Linked DNA regions of Sus scrofa: region 1 is linked to region 2. Evidence: chromatin contacts called from public HiChIP or PLAC-seq data. All regions are on one chromosome and are shown on one strand. Each heading gives the region's core, a stretch centred on a gene start, on an enhancer-like site or on the middle of the called end of the contact. The rest is flanking DNA. Distances are from core to core; before and after follow the strand shown. Region 1 holds the start of MRPL28 (39S ribosomal protein L28, mitochondrial). Region 2 holds the start of NARFL (cytosolic Fe-S cluster assembly factor NARFL).

Region 1 (7,530 bases), core at 1,450-3,949, 290 kb before region 2:
GACTCCAGCTGTGGGATGAAGGCGACAATGCACCCTCGGTGCAGGGTTGCTGTTTTGGGGATCTGGAGCCAGAGCCGCACCGGACCCCCGCCTCTGTCCGGCTTCAGGTCATGGGAGGTGAGCAGCCTGGGAGGGCATGTGAGGCTCCACCCATTACCCAGGCCTGTCTGGGCATAACCCCAGGACACCGAGAGGTCCAGGCCCCTCAGGCTTGGCAGCTGAGTCAGGGAAGGCTACGTGCCACCCCCCGACCCCCAGTCAGAGAGAGAGGGGCCGCCCTCCCTTGGGGGAGCAGGGATCAGGCGCCTACCCCCGGCTTCCCTGCCTTGGGGCCCAGTGGTTGCAGATAAACTGGGCAGGGGGAAGGGGGTAGCAGCTGCTGTGGGCTCCCTGTCCTGGCAGCTCCCACGCACACCAGACTCTTCCAGGGGACAAGCCAGAAAAAGCCTGCACTCGGTACCCGGCAGACCCTGGGGAGTGCCAGGCAGCCATGTAAACCAGTGGGGCCAAGCATCCAGGTCTTGTCTGTCTGTCTGTCCCTGAGGCTGGCAGAGGGGGCAGGAGGGTGCCAGGACCGGACTGGAGGGTGCAGGCGGCACGGAGCCTGCCTGGGGCCCCATTCACGTTCCCTCTCCCCCCCGCCCTCCCCCCGGGGCTGGCACTCGGCAGCTCGTGCTCCCACACACACACCTTCTCCTCCAGGAGCCTCTGCTTCTCCACGGCCTCGTCCAACGTCAGGCCAACCCACTCGGCCTCTGCCTCGGGGATGACGAACGCCTGGGCGGGCAGAGACCAGGGTCGATGAGGCCGGGGCAGCCGGCCAGGGGCCCGTGAGAGGCAGGAGGTACAGGCTTACTCCTTACCTTGTACCTGTCGTAGATGGCCGCCCTCCTGGCGGGGTCGTCCGGGTGCAGCTGGGGGTCCTGTCGGGCAAGCCGCAGCAGCATCCCCCGCTTCAGGTCCATCCCGAACTTGGAGCACAGGTCCTCCTTGGGGGTCTGGCAGGAGGCTCCACATGGGACCCGGTGCTTCAGGCAGGGTCCCGCCCCCCGCCCCCTTCAGCCTCCACGCCAGCTGCTGGCAGCACCCAGGCCAGCCCAGCACCCGGGGGCCAGAACAGAGAAAGGTCTGAGAGCAGAGGAGGTGAAGCGGGGCGGCTGCCGCAGCGACGGACTCCCACTGGGGCTGTGGGGGTCGGGGGGACAGGGTGCCGATGACATCTCAGTGGGGACCCCGCTGTCCTTGCCTTGAGGATGTAGAAGTCGAAGCCGCAGGCCTGGTCGATGAGGTCCAGGGTGCGCATGGTCACGGTCACGGTGAACCGCTTGTCCAGGATCTCACTGTAGAGCTCGCGCTGGAACAGCTGCGGCTTCCACACCTTCCTCACTCTCTTGGAGAGCTGAGGGAGCAAGAGGCTTGGTGACATCGGGCCGGGGAGCTGCACCTGTCAGCCTCCACTCGGGGGCCTGGCTGCCCAGAGGTCCGCTTCTCCCCCGACCCTGCCGAGGTGGCAGGGTCACACACAACCGTAACTGCAGGGTCCACGGGGTTTCACGGTCCAAACCAGAGCCTAAGGGCCCAAAGGCCAAGGAGACATCAAAGACACAAATCCCCACCCCGAGGGCTCGGCAGCTCCTCCAGGTTCCCCATCAGAGGCAGCAAGGCACTGGGGGCATCAGGGGCGGACTGGGGTGATCTGCCCCCCGGGTTAGTCTCTCGACCATTCTAAAGGGGGCAGGGCAGTGCCAGCCTTGCCGGTGTCAGGATAGGTGGGGGTGAGGGTGAAGCCGACAGGTCTCCTTAGGCCTCGCCCCCCACCCCCTCTCAAGACTCAGGCCTCCTCCCCATCCTGAAAGGAGCTGTGTCCGCCGGGCCGTAAGCCCTCCTCCCGAGCAGAGTCCCCTTCCTCTCCAGGTACCTCCAGACCCCAGCCGGAGCCGGGCGGCAAGGCCCGGGAGGTACCGCGCCAGCCCGTCCTGCTCGCTCACCTTGTCGTTGTTGACGTATCTGTGACCCAGCACCCAGCCCTCGCCGCCCCACAGCCCCAGCTGGGACTCCGGGGGGTAGTGAACCGGAATGGGCACGTCCTCCACGCGCTCCCGCTGCCAGTTCTTGGGGTTGATCTTGAACTTGGCCCCGTGAGGCCTGTAGTGCACGGGAGTGGGCGTCCGCGCCTCCTCCAGGGAGCGCAGGTAGTGCCGGGGCAGGCGGGAATAGATGCCCTCCCACAGCCGGAGCTGCTTCCACAGGCCGACAGGGACCTTGTGCAAGGGCATCGCGGCGAGGCTGGCGGGAGGCAGGGACCGCGGTCACGCGCGGCGGCCGGACGTGGGACAACACCCTCACCCCGGCCCCGCGCGCAAAGCCGCGTGACTCCCACTGCAAGCCAGGATCAGCCGCGCCAGCCTCCGGAGCCCAGGGCCTCGCCGGAAACGGAAGTCGTGCCGCGGCACCCTGCTCTCCAACCGCCGCTGATTGGCTGCAAGCCAGTCCGTCTACCCAGCTCGTCCCGCCCCCTCTTTGGTCCTTAGGGACCGTGGAAAACTTCCTGCAGAGATGGTGGCAGCCCCAGGGATCGTCGGCAAGTGTGGGGCCGGCAAGAATGGGCCCGTTTCCAGAGGCTTGGCCACCTTCCCTCCTCCCAGAACGAGCGCAGAAAGCAATGCAAAGACTCTTTTTACCTTGAAACATCAGTGTAGAATATTAAATTCATCAATCACAGTGAAATCAGAGCTACAGAAAAATGTCTTCAATGTCTGAAAAAATCCCCCCCCGAAATACCTTATATAAATATTTCCCCATTACAAGCCTGGAGAATGCTACGGTGGCCAAGTGCTGGGTAACTGCGGGTGTGGGAAGCCTCCCGGGAGGCCATATCCTGGATGGGACTCGGAAGGCAAGATGCCAGGTCCAGAGGTGAGAGGGCTGCGGGCCCCCACCCACCCTGGGCTCAGCACCCTCACACTGACAGTGGCCCCCCGCAGCCTACCTTAGGGAGGGCCTCCTGGGGTGGTCAGCAGCCCTTACCCTGCTTTCACCACGAGAGAGGTTAGGCCAGGTCCCCAGGAGCCCCCTCTGCAGACACGTGTTTGAGCGAGGTCAGGGTGGCCGCCGTCCCCTTCTCTTCTCAAGGAGATGCTCACTAGACAAGGGCCCAGGAACCCAGAGGGCAGTGGGGTAGAGTTGGGACAAGGTGTGCCCTGGGAGCCCAGCACTCCCAGAGCATCTTGGAGCCTCCTCTCCACGAAGGCCTCCCAGTTTTGGAGCCAACGTGAAGGGGTAGGGGTGGCCAGCCAGCCAGAAGCCAGCCTTCCCCATGCCCTCGTGGCAGCTAGCCCTTAGGCCACCCAGTGCCATCAGCTCCCTTGGCACGATCGCCCCTTCCCGTGGCAAATGCATCAGCAGGGGGCATCCTGCTGGGGCACAAGGGGTCAAGGAGCCACGCGGCGGCACAGCTACCAGCCTAAGTGCCAGAGCACAGCCTCACACAGGAACAGGGCGACACAGCCATCTTACTCTACGTTTCCCTCCAACCATCTCCAGGCCAGCAGACCACAGGGGCTTCCCCACTTGGTACCTGTGGTCTCCAGGCAGCCAGGGCCAGGCCTCAGGAGCCACTGCAGACACCCGCTGGGCCCTGCAGAGGGACCGGGTAGCTGGCAGCCAGTAGGCATAAGGGAGCTGGGGGTGTGGCCTTGCCTCCGGAGGAGGAGGAAGTGAGAGCACAGCAGTGCAATTTTATTCGGCTGGAAATCCATCTGGACAGGGTACCTCTCCCCTGGTCCTGCCCCTGGCCGGAGAAATCATCAAAGCCGCAGGTGTCCCCAAGCGGGCCACGTCATGTCACTGTGTACAGCTCTTCCTGGCGGTTCCTGCAGATATCATAGTGGCAGGTGAGCTTCTGGGAGCAGGCCCAGGGCTCGGTGTGTTGGTCCCTTGGTGGCAGCAGGAACGCAGCGCTGCCAGCCAGCAGCATGTGCCAGATGCTGTGGGTGTAGTAATAGTTGTCGCTGGTCATCATGGCGGTGTAGATGGCAATGGCCACAGAGGCCATGGCGATGCCAGGCAGGAGGTAGAAGACCCAGCGCTGCCAGGAGGGCGGGTAGCAGCGGCGTCGGCGCCCGCAGCGGTACACCTGGAGGAAAGCACTTGCGTGTCGGCGCAGGGGCTGCAACCAGGGCTGCCAAGGGCTCGCCCAGGTCTGGGAGCGTGGGCTGCTTGGTGGGGGTTCAAGCGCACAAAGACCTGAGGGTCCCCAGGCCTCAGGCATGAAACCACAGGGGGCCCTCCGCAGATGCAGAGGGTTCGGGCCCAGGACCCGGACCATGGCCCGAAGGCGGGACCAGGCCCTGTCCTCCTCTATGGATCATGTATCCCGATTGCCAGGGCACGGCGTCTGGGCGGCACCACAGCCCTGCCCCAGCCACTTACCCACATGGTGACCATAACCACGATGGCAAAGAGGCACGGCCCCAGCATGTTCCAGGCGGCCCTGCGGTCCAGCTGCAAGGACATGGCGAAGACCAGGGTGCCCAGGAGAAACAGAACCTGGGTGACACAAAGGGAAGGCCGCAAGGTTGTGGGAGCCAGGCGGACGGCACACGGCTCAGCGGGAGCAGGTGGAGTGGCCCTGCCGCCATCCCACTGCCCCCGTGCCCAGCTGGCAGAGCAGGCGAAGTCTGCCCCTCCCCAAGCCCCCGCATGGCTGGGATCCATCCATCCCCCAAGGCTGTCCACAGGCGAATTTCTGTCTGAGGCACGACCTTGGCAGGCAGGGCACCAGGACACGCGTTTCCATCAGGCTGGCCCAGCTACAGCGGAAATGCCCCCAAAGGGTCCTCGGCCTCAGGGACTCCGACGGCACAGCTGGGGGCTTCTCAGGGAGGCAGGCCCAGGGCTGGAGGCCAGGCCTTCTTTCTTTTCTTTTTTGCTTTTTAGGGTGGCATCCGCAGCATGTGGAAGTTCCCAGGCCAGGGATCACTGGATCCGAGCTGTGTCTATGACCTATACCATAGCTCACGGCAATGCTGGGTCTTTCAACCCACTGAGTGAGGCCAGGGATCGAACCCACATCCTCACGGATACTAGCTGGGTTCATTACCACTGAGCCACAACGGGAACTCCGAAGAGGGTTTTTTGTTTTGACTGCAGTGTGCAGTGGCTTAACGCAGGATCTCGGTCCCCAGACGAGGATTAAAGCTGGGCTGCAACGGTGAAAGCATCGAATCCTAACCACTAGACCACCAGGGAACTCCCCAGGCCTCCTCTGTGAATGGGCCTTGCCTGTCTCACCTTTCCCTTCCTGGCATCCTCCAGGCAGCCAGCACGGTTCCCAGAGGCAGCCTCCACCCATAAGGACTGGTCAAAACCAGAGGCTTCTCAGGGCAGCAGCTGAACCCCCTTTCAGTCTCCCCCTCCACATGCTGTGCACAGGGGGCCGCCGCTCCCCCAGAGCCAGAAGGTCAGGAGGCCACTTACGTATTTCGGGGCTGCCTTCAGTCTCGCCATGCAGAGCACGGTGACCCAGACGGACACCCCAGAGCCCAGGAAGTCACAGTACTGCAGCGTGTCATAGTTGAGGATACACAGCACGGCATCCCCTGGCTGGTCGCAAGCATGGTAGAACTGCAGGGCAGGGCGATGAGTGGCAGGCAGCCCTCCCCCCAAGCCCACCCACCCCGGGGAGCAGGGCAGGGCTACCGTGGAGAAGAACATGGTGTAGGTGTAGACAGCGGCCTCCACCAGGAGGGAGCGGTGCACGGAGACGGCAATGGGAGCCAGGAACATGAGGTTGCTGAGCGTGAGCAAGAGGGCGGCCACCCTCTGCTGGGCCAAGGTCTGTGCTGTGCTGTTGTCTGTGCAGCTCCACCCGCGCCAGCCTGTGGGCCAAGGTGACGCTGCAGGGCTGAGGCTCCACCCCTCGCCCAGGGCCCTGCAGAGAAGCCCCTTCCTCACCCCAGAGCAGGCTGGAACAGGTGCGCATTGGTGTGGGTGGTGGAGGCCAGTGTGGGCAGAGAAAAGGAGGCACGGGTATGGGCAGGTGAGGCCAGGTGTGGGCAGGCCTGAGCAGGTGCAGGCAGGAATGGGACAGGTGTGGGGCTAGTAGGGGCAGCTGTGAAACAGAGGCGGAACAGGTGTGGGGCACATGATGGTGGGTGTAGGCCAATGTGGGCAGGTAAGAGACAGGTATGGGCAGGGAAGGGCAGGTGTGGGCAGGGAAGGGCAGGTATAGGCAGGTAAGGACAGGTGTAGGCAAGTAAGGGCAGGTGTGAGGAGATGAGGGCAGGTGTGAGCAGGTGAGGGCAGGTGTAGGCAGGTAAGGGCAGGTGTGAGCAGGTGAGGGCAGGTGTGAGCAGGTGAGGGCAGGTGTGAGGAGATGAGGGCAGGTGAGGGCAGGTGTGGGCAGGTGAGGGCAGTTGTGAGCAGGTGAGGGCAGGTGAGGGCAGGTGTGGGCAGGTGAGGGCAGGTGAGGGCAGGTAAGGGCAAGCGTGAGCAGGGGAGGCCAAGGTCGGAAGGTAGTACCATCTCTGGGGGCACCTCTTGGTACCCATGTGGGAGCTCGGTACCCATGTGGAAGGCGGCCTTTGCCCCTGTTCTTCGGGGGTGCTTCCGAACCCTGGCAGAGGTGGGCTGGGCTCCCAGAGGAAGGCATGAGTACGGGGAGACACCAGGACTGGACCTCACCTGCTTTGCAGCTGCAGCCCGCATAAAGGTAGCCGTGTCTGCGCAGCAGGAGGCACTGGCCGTAGGGTCCGCAGTCGTCCAGACAGGGCACCAAGTAGAAGCTGGTCTCCACAAGGACCGAGGCCTGCTCACACTCCCTGCGAGGAAGGGGCCACGGGAAGGCTGGCTGCCATGCCCGCCGCCTGCGGGCCAGTCCCCAGCACCGTTCCCACCAGGGTCCTGGACATATGAGCCCAGAACCTGGACGTATGAGCCCTGGGGGCAGCCAGGGGCTCTGGGAGGCCAAGATGGCCAGCTCAAGGACCAGTCTGGGGGGCAGTGTCCCGGCTCCCAGAGCTGCCTGGCAGGGATGGCCAGATGTGGAGGCATCTGGCCCGCATGGCTCACCCGGAATTGAGTCACTCCCAAACTAGGATAATGCGGACAGCCCCGTCCAGGGTCCTGAGGGCAACCCCTTGGCTGCCTGCCCCCAAGCGGACTTACTCAGGACTCTCAGGGCACATGAGCTGCAGGGAGAGATACCAGTTGTCTGTCTCTGGGTAGGGCACGATGAGGTTGGCCTTGCGAGACGAGGCACTCAGAGACAAGGGGTAGCCCTGGAAGAAGGCTGCAGGGGAGGGGGCGGTCAGGGCTGGTGGGAGGGTCCACCAGCTCCCCGGCCCCAACGCACCTGCCTTACCTGTGCTGCAGTTGAGCGAAGTGTTGAAGCCGAGGAAGGGCGAGGCGGCAGTCACGCAGACCCCCACCGAGGTGCGGTTGGCAATCTCGGTCTGGAAGGGAGGCCAGGCCGCATCAGGCTCTGGCCTCTGCGGCTCCCGCGGCCCCTCCAGTCCTGGGACACCCAGC
Region 2 (6,683 bases), core at 1,728-4,227:
GGGCCGACGTGGGGTTAGAGCGGCATCCTCAAGACCACCCACGGCTCACCTTATTGGCGTCTAGAACCTTCCGCAGCTCCTCGTGGCTCTGCTGAGTGATGAGCACGGTCTCTGCCGAGGTGACACAGCCGCTGCACGCCAGGCAGTCATCCAGTGAGATCTTGGCCTTCTCCAGCTTCCTCGTCCCTCCGTCCTGGAAGCACGAGAAGCCGGGACCCCGAGGCCCCTCGGCGTGAGGACACGGAGCTCTCAGGGTGATGGGACCCACAGGAAACCCTTATCCTCTGGCTCACAGCACTGACAACCAACGTGCTAGGTGGCTGGCTTTACACGCCAGGAGTTATCGGAAAATATTTCTCACGGAAACACCGCTACACACTCTAGGTTTTCCCCGTGGCACCAAAGTCGAACCGGTACGGACGTGGCTGGCCCAGCCGATCGGATCAAAGAGGTGTGCTGCCCGTGAGGGGTGGGAGACAGGTGTTAAATCTGCAGAGGCAGCTGACACATCACAGAAGTCCTGATGGCTGTTGGTCCCCCAGCTGCACTCATGGGGCTGTGGGGACAAGGAAATGCCACCGGCCAGGCCCTCGAAGATGGAAGAGCAAAGCAAGAGTGCAGATGAAGGAAGAAAGGACAGAAGGACAGGAACGGGGCAGAGGGAGGCGACGGCGGGCGCCTGCGCCCCAGGCCCCAGCGCTGGCAGAGGAGAAGCAGCAGAGACAAGTGGGCCAGTCCGACTCCACAGACAGGCGCTCCCGCCGTGGCGCAGCGGAAACGAATCCAACTAGCATCCACGAGGACTCAGGTTCGATCCCTGGCCTCTGTCACTGGGTTAAGGATCCGGCGTTGCCGTGAGCTGGGGTGTGGGTCGCAGATGAGGCTGGGATTGGCGTTGCTGTGGCTCTGGTGGAGACCAGCAGCTGTAGCTCCAATTACACCCCTAGCCTGGGAAACTCCATATGCCTCGGGTGTGGCCATAAAAAGACAAAAGATTGCCAGGCAGTCCCCAGCCTCTTCGGAGATGCAGCTGATCCCAGCGGGGCCCCTTCATCCCCTCTGCCCACACAGAAGTGGTCTGGCCAGGTACGCTTCAGGACCCAGAAGGTGACCAGGGCGCTGAAGAGACCAGAACTCCCTTCCGGCCCAGCTCACTAGGCCTCACTTGGCCCCAAAGCTACCGTTTTCCAAGTCCAGGCAGCCTGAAGGCCAGGCTGTGATGCTCTGCTGACCAGGAGGCTGTTGTGCTTTCAGCTTCTCTCCCCTTTAAGCCCAGCAGCTCTGGGCTGCCCCTGGCTTGCTGCTGGGTCGCTCTCCTAGACCCGACGCGATGCGCCTGGATCTGGGAACGCGGGATCCCGCTGCCTGGCCCCACTGTGAGCCATCCTGTGTCCCCTCCCCTGCGTGGGGGCAGGGTGTCCCTGGGCCTGTGCGCCTGGCGCCTGCCATCCATAGACATTCTCGAGGGTCCAGATGGCACACAATCGGGGTACATGTCGGCACTGCTGACGTCTGAAAACCTTTAAAGGTGTGAGAGAACAGGTGGTCTGGACCCAGAGACCTCACACAGAGCTCGGAGAGAGAGAACGGGACACGGGGACATCTCTGCCAAAAGAGCTTCCTCTGCAGAACCAATCAAACTCTGTGTTCAGCCTCTGTGGCCCCCTCACCGCCCCAGGCTTCCCTCCCTGCTCTCCCAGACTCCCCAGCTGTCAGTGAATCCGATCAGTGAGAAAGAACTGTCCAGGTATGGGAGGCCCATGGTCCCTGTGCTTGTTGCTGGACAGAGCAGTGAGATGTGTGTCAGGTCAGCCGAGCTGGAACCTACCGCACTGACTTGGAAGTAATTCCCATCATCTTCGATGTAGATCTTGGCCCCGCTGCTTCCCAGCTTCTTATCCACCTTCACGGGCTTGATGCAGTCCTGTACCAGTAAGAGACCCCAAAGACCGGCCTGAGTGCACGGAGGCATGGGAAGAGGGCCGACCCGATGGCCACACCGCTGCCTGGGATGAAGGGTCTGCCCCAATTCCCGTCTTCCTGCTGCAGCCGCCGAATTAGCGCTATGGCTGCTTACCCTACTCCCACTGGTCCAGTCACCCTGCCTGCCGGGGTTCCTCGGCAGGTCACAGTAGATGGAGGAAGTGCGACGGGGGCCTGCATGCTAACCTGTGTGCAGACACCAACCCTGACCCTGACCCTTCCTCAGCAAAAACTCGATGCGTGGCACCGCCCAGAGGGCCACTGGCTGCTGAGAGCCAGCCAAGGGTGGGCAGGAATGCTCTGCTTGGACATCACCTGCCCGCCCAGTTCCCGGAAAAAGGCTCCCTTCTCTCCCCAACTCCTTGAGTTCTGTCTCTCTCATCACCGGGAGAACCTCACTGGCCTCACCTTCCAAAAGAGGGCCAGCCCCAGAGCGCCTTAGCAGGCCTGTCCGAGCTCCCCCCTGCCGCTGGTTGGAACCAGCCGCACCCGCTCCTCCTCCGGGGACTCATCGGCCCTCTGGAGGCCTGGTCCTGCGCGGCTGGTGGCATCGATAAGCGCGGACACCCTATGAGGGCGGCCGGCTATCAAGCGCAGCTGCCTTGTGCCTTTGGCGGCAAGCTCTAGCTTCCTCCCCGAAGGTGACACCGACGACCACCACCGCGGTGACTCCAGTGGGCCACCACCTCCGCCCTTGCAGTGTTCACACGCAAGAAACCGGCCAGAGAAGGTCAGCAGGGTCTTCCGGGCCCTGAGCTGGGTGGCACCGGCTGCTGTGCCCGCCCGGGAAAAGGACGCGATCGCCCCTGGGCTGTGCGGCCCCGCGACCCCGATGCCGAGCTCCCCGCTGCCCGGCCCGCCCACCTGAGACGGCGCGATGAAATCGTCCAGGTCCGTCAGCTGCACGGCCCCGCTGAAGGGCGACGCCATGGCGCCACACTGCCGTCGGGTCACCGCGCGCAGGCGTCGCCAAACGCTGCAAAAACGGCGAGGCGGTTCCGCCACGCTACCGGAAAGCGCCCGCCAGGCGCAAGCGCGAATGGCCTAGTGGCTGGGCGCCCGGTAGGCGCGCGCCCCCTGCTGGGGGGTCTGGGCATCTCACTCCGCGCCGGCGGAGGTGCTGCGCGGAAAAGGGGGGCCTCCGTCGCGGTTCCAGACTCACCTGCCAGGCAGGTGTGCAGCCCGCCCGCCCCCTCCTTCTCCGCCCTAGGATTTTGCAGAGGCAGCAGACTTGCTTTATTTGGTTCCGGACGCAGCCCAAGAACGTAGAAGAGCGCCTGCCACGCAGGAGTGCGCGACTTCGGTAGAGGAAAATGAGAATGACGCGGATGGGCCGTCTTTCTTTCCTTTTTTTTTTTTTTTTGTCTTTTGTTGTTGTTGCTATTTCTTGGGCCGCTCCCGCGGCATATGGAGGTTCCCAGGCTAGGGGTTGAATCGGAGCTGTAGCCACCGGCCTACGCCAGAGCCACAGCAACGCGGGATCCGAGCCGCGTCTGCAACCTAACCACAGCTCACGGCAACGCCAGATCCTTAACCCACTGAGCAAGGGCAGGGACCGAACCCACAACCTCATGGTTCCTAGTCGGATTCGTTAATCACTGCGCCACGACGGGAACTCCCCGTCTTTCTTTCCGATGCTGCAGCTGAGTGCAGAGCCTTGGGGTTCTAGGAGGGAGCTCGCGGTTATTTTGGAGACCAGCTTGAGAAAACTTCATTTCCCTGTGAGTTTTATGACACAGGTTCTGACACAGGACCTCTGCTGGCTAGACTCGGTATGTACTTTTTTTTTTTTTTTTGGTCTTTTTCTAGGGTGGCACCCGCGGCATATGGAGGTTCCCAGGCTAGGGGTCTAATCAGAGCTGTAACTGCTGGCCTATGCCGTGGCCACAGCAGCTTGGGATCTGAGCCGCGTCTGCGACCTACACCACAGGCGGCGGCAACACCAGATCCTTAACCCACCGAGCAAGGCTGGGAATCAAACCTGCAATCTCATGGTTCCTAGTCCGATTTGTTAACCACTGATCCACGATAGGAACTCCAACATTTAATGACCATTTTTTATGGGAGCTTTCCAGAAAACTCCAGTGGTCGATTCTGGCACAGCCCCAGGCCCTACGTGTACCCCGGCGTGACGCTGTCCTGGCAGGCTCAACCCCAGAATATTCGCTGAGCATAATGTCACGTTTGGGGAGGGGGGGGTCCCTCCCGGCCTGTGCTCTTCTTGGGGTTATTGTCCTGAGGTAGGCTTCACCTGGCAACTCCCAACCTGCCTGTGGGTTAACTGGGGTCCAGAGGCCTGAGGCACTGCCTCCTGGAGCACCTCCCAGGACAGGAAACTTCTTCTCGGTAGTGAGAGGAGCTTGCCCCAGGAGCTTCCAGGCCCCCGCATCCCCGACCCTAGCAGTGTCTGATGAAGGTCTGGGACATGATGCCTGAAACCTCAACAGTCTTGCTCGTAAACAGACAAAGTGCAAAATAAACTCAGCTTTGTTGAAACGCCCCGGAGGAAGTTTACAAGAAATGTGTGAGAAGAGTAAGTGCTGTTAGGGTCAGTTAGGCCGGGGTGACGGGTAGGGTTTATAGCAGAGGGACCTCTGGCTGAGGCTGGGGGACAAAGGCTGGTTCTTCTCATGCTGGAGGGAGGTTTGCTGTTTAGATGTGCAGGGCAGTTTCCATCTTTGCCCAGAGTCCGTGGAGCAAAGGTGGGGGCGAGTCGAAGATGGAAACAGGTCGAAGGCCCGTCCGCTGATGTGCTTAAAGGAACATGGCCCCACCCGGGCCACGGACGGCCACGCGGCTGCAGGAGGATGAAGCACTAACCCGCTGCAACCTAGACGGATCTCGACGCTGGGCTCAGGGAGGGAGCCAGACACAGCACCGTTCGTGTCACTCTGCTCTTGTGAAAAGTGGGAAACAGGCAAATCCGTGGGAAAGGAGAGTAGATCAGAGGCAACCGGGGCCTCGGGAAGAGGGTTTCAGTCTGGGGTGATGAAAACATTTTAGAGGAGTTCCCATTGTGGTGCAGCGTAAACGCAGCCGACGAGGAACCATGAGGTTGCAGCTTCAATCTCTGGCCTCGCTCAGTGGGTTGAGGATCCAGCGTTGCCGTGAGCTGTGGGGTAGGTCGCAGATGCAGCGTGAATTCCGCGTGGCTGCGGCATAGACTGTGGCTGCAGCTCCTTTTTGACCCCTAGCCTGGGAACCTCCATATGCCACGGGTGCGGCCGTCAAAAGACCAAAAAAAAGGAACCCACCGTGAATGTAACTCCTGCCACTGAGTCATATGCTTAAACATAGTTACAGTGGCAAACTTGGTTATGTGTATTATAACAAAATAATGCAGCACGTTATCACATTGCAAACTCAATAATGTGATATGTTAAAAACTCTTGAGTTGTGGACTTTCACTGGGCAAATTGTGTGGTGTGTGAATTTACTTGTTTTTGGCTCCACCCACAGCAAGTGGAAGTTGCTGGGCCGCTTCCTGGGAGTGAAGCTGCACGGCATTTCGGCCTGTGCTGCAGCTGGGGCGGCAACGCTGGATCCTCAACCTGCTGCACCACGAGGAAACTTCCGGTATGTGAATTTATGTCTCAGTAAAACTATTGGGGGAAAAAAAAAAAAAAACGAAGGGGACTGGAGCCTGCCACTCAGACTAGCCGCCCCAAGGCGACCCTCAGAGACTCAGGCGGTAAGTACACCCTGGTCTGCCCAGTTGCAGGCTGTCGTTCCACTGCCCTTGTGGGAGTGCCGGGGTAACTGCCAGAGCCAGTTTCTGGTTTAAAACCATCTCAGCAGGGGAAGTTCCCGTTGCGGCTCAGCCAGTATCCATGAGGACTCGGGGTCCACTGGCCTGGCTCAGTGGGTTAAGGATCCGGCTTTGCCGTGAGCTGTGCCGTAGGTTGCCGACGCAGCTTGGATTTGGATCTGGCGTTGCCGTGTCTGTGGCCTAGGCGGGCAGCTGCAGCTCTCATTCAGCTTGGGAACCTCCATGTGCCTCAGATGCGGCCTTAAAAAGACAAAAAGACGTCTGAGCAGGAGGTTTCTGACACACACACACACACACACTCCGCCCCAGCTGAGGGCAGGCCTTCTTCTGCCTGCTGTGGGTGGAGCCAGGAGCGGGGACTTCTCAGCCCCTTGAGGGTCTTTTAATGACTCACAGCCACGTCCCTAGAGACCTGGGCTCTTGTGCCAACCTCACACCTCACCGCCGCCACCTGCTCTCACGTTTTGCAGGTGGTTTCATCATTGTCCTTACCGGCCCATGCGCAGTGCAGAGTCTACACACACAGGGGACCGAGAGGGCCGGGGGAGGCCACGGCGCGGGGCCGAGGCCCGGAGGCCAGGCCGGTCAGCCCATGCAGCTGCCCTGACGCTGGGGCCGGTGGGCCCCCCTTTCTCTGAACTGGAGCAGGCACCCTCCCAGCCTCTGCTCTGGACGTGCCCACAGTGGACCATGCCCATTGCCCTCCGATGGGAGTAGGGGGGCTTTCTCCTGAGGTGTGACAAGCTGCTGGCCCTCCGGCAGCTTGGCCTGAGTGCCACCCTGTCAGGAGTCGGACCCCCTGTTGTCGTGCGGCTGCTGGAGCAGAACCGCGGCCGGAGGCTTAAAGCAGCAGAAGCGATTCTCATGTGGTTCTGGGGGCTGGAAGGCTGCAATTGCGGTGTGAGCACCCCCTCGCCCCCTCCAAGGGCTT

The links. HiChIP or PLAC-seq counts read pairs in DNA pulled down with a chosen protein or histone mark.
Region 1: an H3K27ac HiChIP or PLAC-seq map of alveolar macrophages shows a contact between it and region 2. The contact joins the promoter of MRPL28 here to the promoter of NARFL in region 2. A contact is called at or near these places in 1 of 5 promoter capture datasets (fetal liver), 1 of 47 Hi-C or Micro-C datasets (heart right ventricle) and 1 of 2 datasets of contacts at active chromatin or transcription factors (alveolar macrophages).

The regions. Positions count from the first base shown.
Region 1 is chr3:41,325,581-41,333,110 of Sscrofa11.1, reverse strand. MRPL28 (39S ribosomal protein L28, mitochondrial) reads right to left here and starts at 2,699. Exons shown (of 5, transcript XM_005655127.3): 1 at 1,989-2,699; 2 at 1,247-1,399; 3 at 864-998; 4 at 691-777; 5 at 1-8. The coding sequence starts at 2,276. TMEM8A (transmembrane protein 8A) reads right to left here. Exons shown (of 12, transcript XR_002342470.1): 7 at 7,364-7,454; 8 at 7,168-7,291; 9 at 4,764-6,821; 10 at 4,432-4,548; 11 at 3,028-4,135; 12 at 2,681-2,756.
Region 2 is chr3:41,038,966-41,045,648 of Sscrofa11.1, reverse strand. NARFL (cytosolic Fe-S cluster assembly factor NARFL) reads right to left here and starts at 2,977. Exons shown (of 11, transcript XM_013995763.2): 1 at 2,848-2,977; 2 at 1,829-1,924; 3 at 50-193. The coding sequence starts at 2,913.